Linked DNA regions of Zea mays: region 1 is linked to region 2. The links are chromatin contacts, called in public Hi-C maps. All regions are on one chromosome and are shown on one strand. Each heading gives the region's core, a stretch centred on a gene start, on an enhancer-like site or on the middle of the called end of the contact. The rest is flanking DNA. Distances are from core to core; before and after follow the strand shown. Region 1 holds the start of LOC100273853 (putative H/ACA ribonucleoprotein complex subunit family protein). Region 2 holds the start of LOC103654524 (T-complex protein 1 subunit theta-like).

Region 1 (3,335 bases), core at 41-2,540, 210 kb before region 2:
AAGCTAGACATGCATATTAAAATAGTGTCGTTATTGACTTAATCATGATGTCATAAATTTTAATGATTATTTAACCACAAGGTAAGAAGACAACAATTAGTATCTTAACAGAGAGGTTTGACATTTTTTCACGATTTCACACAATTTAAATAAGTTAAAACACAAATTGTTTAAATTAGTAGGTGTGAACTTATCAAGTGCAAAAAAAAAAAAACAAATGAATGAGGCATCTTGGGTCCATTTTCACAAAATGGCAAGCAAACAATGCAGCATAAACAACAACGAGCTCATACTTTGGTTGTGGCAGGAAGCGTGAGAGCGGCAGCAATTTCATTGGGTCGATATAGAACTTGTCGCCTTCATTGTACGATGTTGCAATGATCCCCTCCATCATCTTCACAGAGAAATACTACACATACAAAAAAAGATCATATTCACGATAACATTAGTAGCATAGCTAAAGCAGAAATTCCAAAGTTCCCTCAACAAGAGTTGCCTTACTAAATGACACATCAGAATATCATGCTCCGTGTCGTCGTTTTACAGTACAAATGTGGCAACATATCCCAAAATCTTGGTGCACTGCTATTACAACAAGGACCTCACTACAAGACTACAAATATGCAAAATCGCGCACCAAATCCTCACCGTCTCTAAGCAAAACACCTTCAACAAGCTACGCCAATATTATTGCTCTTACCACATTAGAAATGCACCACAACCTCGAGTACCCACGAGGACGTAAAAAAGAGTAGTTTTTTTTAGATTAGGGAGGCGAGGAGGTGCTCACGGATTCGTTGATGGGGCCGAAGATCTCTTCAACCTTGCCGATCTGGGTCTTGTTCTGCAGATAGATGGGCGCGTTGAAGTAGGGCACCTTCTCGTTGGTGAGCTTCGTCACCGCCTCCCCCTCGCACGCGTGCAGGAACGTCGAAACCTCTGCGCACGCCAAGACAGACAGAAACCCCACCAGAAGGTCAGAAAAAAACGAGAATACCAGAAAAGGAGCCAATACCCTGACGGGGAGTGGGTAGGAGTATGGGTGGCACCGACCGACGACCTCCGCGGGCGGGCCCTCGTCGCGGAACCCGCCGCCGAAGCGGCCCCCGCCGCCACCTCGGCCACCACCGCTGAATCGGCCCCCGCCGCGGCCCCGGCCTCCTCCTCCGCCGAACCGGCCACCACCGCCTCGCCCTCTCGGTGGTCGCATGGCGCGCGGTGTGCTTCTGGGCTCAAGGAGAGCTGGCAACCCGGATGCGAGGATGGTCTTGGCGGCGGAGAGGGTGCGATGGAGGTGCAGGGTTTATTAGGGTTTTAGCATGGCGGGCGCGGGGTTTTGGTGTGGTGCATTAGGAGGCTGACAGGTGGGCCCAGGATGGTGGCCGTTGGATCGGTGGTTCTGCCGGGTAGAGGATCAGTGGACGGTGATGTGGACGCCCAGAGTCCTTGCCGTTGATGTGTGTCCTCAAAGATCGCGTAATCGACCGAAGCAAGTGAGGCTGTTCTCTTCACGTGTCTATGACATCTGGTCCTACTCGTCAAAGTCGATCTATCTCACATCGCATGTACTCCATGTAGCCACCAAGTCCAGCCCTTTTTCCCCAAAATCGACTTCCAATCCCGACGAAACCCTAGAAATCCTCCGGCATGATGTCCGCCGCCAATCCGCAGGTCAAGTCCACGCCGCTGCCTCCGCCCGCGGCGCCCACCGCGGCGTCGCAGAACCCGCAGGTCGCTGCCTCCAAGGCGTCGTCCTCTTCGACGTCCGCCGCCGACCCCAACCCAAACAAGCGGACCAACCCGGGCAACGCCGCTGCCGCCTCCGCGCCCCCAGAGCCTACCCCGAGCGTCAACGGGGAGGCCAGCCGCTCGCCTCTGGTCCCCTCGCCGCTCCCTCACCCTCACGAGCAGCACCACCCTCCGCCCGGCGCGTCGCCTCTTCTGCCGCCCCTGCCCCCGTCGCGGCCGCTGCTCACCGTAGCCGCGGTGGAGGCGGTGATAGCAGCCATCCCGCCGCCACCGCGGTACGGGCTGGAGGACCTCGACCGCCGCACCGTCGCGCTCTCTGACGGCACCGTGCGCACCTACTTCGCTCTCCCGCGCGAGCCGCCGCCGCAGCTCCGCCAGCCGCCGCCGCCGATACCCGCGCATCTCTTAGCGCCGCCACCGCCCCCACTGCCCCTGCCGCGCCCGTCCCTCGAGCGGTGGGCTCCTCCGCCACCCATGCCTACACTCCTGCCCGCTGCCGGGCTGCTTCCGCTGCCTGTTCCGAAACGGAAGTGGGAGGATCAGGTCAATGGTGTTGTGCCCTGGGAGTCCTCCGTAAGCACGCTGCAGAAGAAGTCTGAGGCGCATGCTGCGAAGCAGATGAAAGTGGAGAAGCAGGTGAAGGTGGAGGAGACGGGGGTGGACCCGAAGGTGCTGAAGAGCGCCTTTCTTAAGATGGTGAAACTGATGAATGAGAATGAAGCGGATAAGAAGAATTACTGGGCCAATGGGAAGCTTTCCCAGCTGAAGTGCCCTGTATGTCAAAGGTATGCTGAAAAATCTGAAAGCCCTGTTCTTGTCTTATGTCCGAAGATGCTTATTTGAGTGTCTACAACCAAGAAAATTAAAATGTTCATGCCTAGCGTGATACAACATATAACACTGTTTGATGAACATAACTTTGTCGGTAGTATCTTATTATACCTGGCCATCAGTGCCTAGCTGTGGTCATATAGCCCCCCCCCCCCCCCCCCCCCCACACACACACACACCGGAAAATGCTCTTAGGCTATTTAGTTGAAAGAGAACCTTTCAGATTATGTGACATGTCTATACATCCTATAGTGTGTACTTGTGTAGGCCTGTGAGGCTGTGACTATGAAGGGAATCTATGGACCATTCCTTGTCCAGAAGTACTAGCTATGGAACACCTAGTTGTAAAACCTTATTTATTTTAAAAAAATTGTATTACCAATTAGTGTTAGATGATCTTTACAGTTCAAAAGACTCGTCATTTTTTACCTTTGGATTTACCATGTCATGACACGTCCTCAGATTCTCTTTATTTCTGCTACATTTGGTATTTTGTGCAGAATCATCATTCCCCTATGTTTGCTACTGTATCTAAACATTTCTCATGTACATGTAAAGTTTGCTATAAATGAAATAATTACAGTTGGTGCTTTCCGTGTTCAATTTGTACAATAAATGAATGATACTTAGGTAGAGAGTCAATTTAAAATGAATTGAAAACAAGGAATCAATAGATGGAAGAAGGACAGGCTTGGCGCAGTGGTGAGAAGCCTTCCCACTGAGCCAAAGGTCCTGGGATCAATGCAGCTCTCTGC
Region 2 (2,929 bases), core at 39-2,538:
GAGACACTAGGCAAACCATGCTTTGCCGAGTGCCAATAGTGGACACTCGACAAAGTATATTTTTATTTTTTTCCTTTTCCCAACCAAACTTTTTGTGGTTTGTTCCTACGCTATGTAGACTCACATGTTCTATTTTGACACAATTATAAAAATGTTTGCTATAACTATTAGATTTTGTTCGTTTAATAGAATTTCCTCGGATAATTTAGATTTGAACTGCAAGTGACTCCAAACATGAAAAAACCGTGAATGTAAAATGATATTCATGTTATTTAGCATAAGTTACGACCGATTTTAGAAGCAGACCGAAATTTTTGAGCACCATTAAAGTGACCCTCCTACTCGCTCTCTCACACTCTTTGCTTGAGATTGCATTCTAGTAGGAGATTGAGTGTTCCTAGTGCATTTGCATCATTTGGTGATCTTTGATACACTAGGTGGTACACCGTGCATGCGTCATCGGCTTGTTACTCTTGGAGGTTGCCGCCTTCTAAACAACTCAGTGGTGTCTCCGTCCAGCACTCCGTGAAGATTATGGGGCAGTCGCGATGGTGATTGTGAGGGGTTTGCGCTTACCCCGCCAAGCGACAAAGGAGACGCTGGTGGAACCGAGGTATTGAGTGATTCTTGTTTCCTTAGCTCAAAGATCAAGCTGTGTCTTGATAGACAGGCAGATGAGAATTTGGAGTCCACCTCAATGTCGATTTGGGGTGATCGACAAATCACAGATACCACGGAGAAAATTTCGATGTCTCTTTTTATCTCTTACTTGTTTCAATTGCAAGTAGTTAGTGATTATTGAGTTGTCATTCATTTCTAGCTTTGATATTGTTGTTTCACATTAGTTGCATATTTCTAGTAGCTAGAGAATTTATATCTCTTGTCGTATTGATTAAATTTTTCTAGTATCTTTAATCCTAGTCAAAACCGTCTATTCATCCCATCTAACCGATGTCCTAGATCCTACAGTAGTGGTATCTTTATGCATTTTTACTCAAGCATTTTTTACAAATCACAAATATAAAAAACATATATTATAAATAAATAAATAAATAAATCCCAAGTTCTAACAAACCTCCAGCCCAACAAGCCCAGCAGGCTTCGACGGCCACCTAGGGCTTTCCTTCCCTTTCTCTCCCAACTCCCAACGATTCTAGAACACCTTGGTGGCCTCCGCGTCTCGCCGCCTCCCCGGACTCCGCATCCAGCCCCGGCACTCGCACTCCCAAAGCAGCGGACACTAGTAGGGTTTAAACTTTCCCCCCGATCCGCCTCGCCTCCGGCGCTGTCGCCTGCCGCCAGACCAACGCCCCCACACCCAGCCGGAGACGACGATGGTGGGGCTCGGCTCGATGGCGGGCTATGGGATCCAGTCGATGCTCAAGGAAGGCCACCGCCACCTCTCCGGGCTCGAGGAGGCCGTGCTCAAGAACATCGACGCCTGCCGCGAGCTCTCCGCCATCACGCGCACATCCCTGGGCCCCAACGGTGAGTCGTGCTCCGCGTGCTCCTTCGTTTCGTTGGCGCGGGTTGTGGGCTCGGTGGCGGTTAATCGAGTGAGAGGATCTGCAGCGAGGATAGCGTGTTCAGTCCTCGGTGGGGTAGCGTGAGGCTGCCGGATCGAGCTGTTGGGGAGCGGGCAGGGATTGAGAGGATCTGGAGTGAGGAGTGGCCTGGTTGTTGGAGCTTATTGGGATACGGCTGACGAGTGTTTGAGTAGTGTGAGGCGGTGTTGCACAGTGGTGGTCGTTTTAAATCACATTTGGCTTTAGTCGTGTACAATGTTTGGATTACGAGCAATTAGTTTGTCTATAGTACTACTAGTCTTTTGCAATACGTTTTGTGTCTGACAAAATTTACTTAGATGCTGAAACCTTCTAGTGATCGACTGCTTGATGTCGTAGTTTTACTTGTTTTTTTATGTAGGAATGAACAAGATGGTTATCAATCACTTGGACAAGCTGTTTGTCACAAACGATGCTGCCACCATCGTGAATGAGCTTGAGGTTCAGCACCCGGCTGCTAAAATCCTGGTACTGGCTGCCAAGGCTCAACAGGAGGAGATTGGGGATGGAGCCAATCTCACCATATCGTTTGCTGGTGAACTGCTTGAGAAGGCTGAGGAGCTCATCAGGATGGGCTTGCATCCGAGTGAGATCATCATTGGCTACACCAAAGCCATCAACAAGGTGACACCCCTCCCCCCGACTCCTGTAGGCTTCTGTACAACATTGACATGCAGTCTGATAGCAGGTCCTTTGTGCTTTGTATTTGGTATGCAGACAATTGAAATTTTAGAGGATCTTGTTGAGAAAGGCTCAGAGAACATGGACGTAAGAAACAAGGAGGATGTTGTGTTGAGGATGAGATCTGCTGTCGCAAGCAAGCAGTTTGGCCAGGAGGATATGCTGTGCCCTCTTGTGGCTGATGTAAGATAATACATACCAGCTTACAGGGAACTTTGCTTTTTTCCCCACACACATCATACTGATATCAGCTAATAGTGGGTTGTAACTTTTTTAGGCCTGCATTCAAGTTTGCCCCAAAAATCCTGCAAACTTTAATGTTGACAATGTTAGAGTGGCTAAGCTACTTGGAGGTGGTTTGCACAATTCTTCTGTGGTCCGTGGGATGGTTCTGAAAAATGATGCTGTTGGTAGCATCAAAAGGGCGGAGAAGGCAAAGGTACGCTAAAAATGCTACTTTTCATTCACATTTCACACTGGTTATACCTGTCAAAGTTCTATGCCCTTCTTTTCTATTGACTTTGAAGTTCTTTAAATGATGAAATGGGCCATGGATGGAGCTCTAGATATTATTTTCACAAGGTTATTAGTATTTGTTGTTGGAAGCTCAAGGATAATCATTTACTCATGGTGATTAAGTCACATGTTCTTTGTTTGTATATTTTGTTACTGTTAAGTGAATC

What was found. A called contact is a pair of places that touch in the nucleus more often than the background predicts.
Region 1: a Hi-C map of ear shows a contact between it and region 2, with 4 times the contacts expected there. The contact joins the promoter of LOC100273853 here to the promoter of LOC103654524 in region 2. A contact is called at or near these places in 2 of 25 Hi-C or Micro-C datasets (ear and tassel).

The regions. Positions count from the first base shown.
Region 1 is chr4:207,891,009-207,894,343 of Zm-B73-REFERENCE-NAM-5.0, reverse strand. LOC100273853 (putative H/ACA ribonucleoprotein complex subunit family protein) reads right to left here and starts at 1,290. Exons shown (of 4, transcript NM_001365801.1): 1 at 1,054-1,290; 2 at 791-939; 3 at 294-409. The coding sequence starts at 1,210. It overlaps LOC100276768 (XS domain containing protein expressed), which reads left to right and starts at 1,496. Exons shown (of 3, transcript NM_001150482.2): 1 at 1,496-2,534. The coding sequence starts at 1,648.
Region 2 is chr4:207,677,371-207,680,299 of Zm-B73-REFERENCE-NAM-5.0, reverse strand. It overlaps LOC103654524 (T-complex protein 1 subunit theta-like), which reads left to right and starts at 1,288. Exons shown (of 13, transcript NM_001346836.1): 1 at 1,288-1,488; 2 at 1,927-2,189; 3 at 2,283-2,429; 4 at 2,524-2,685. The coding sequence starts at 1,335.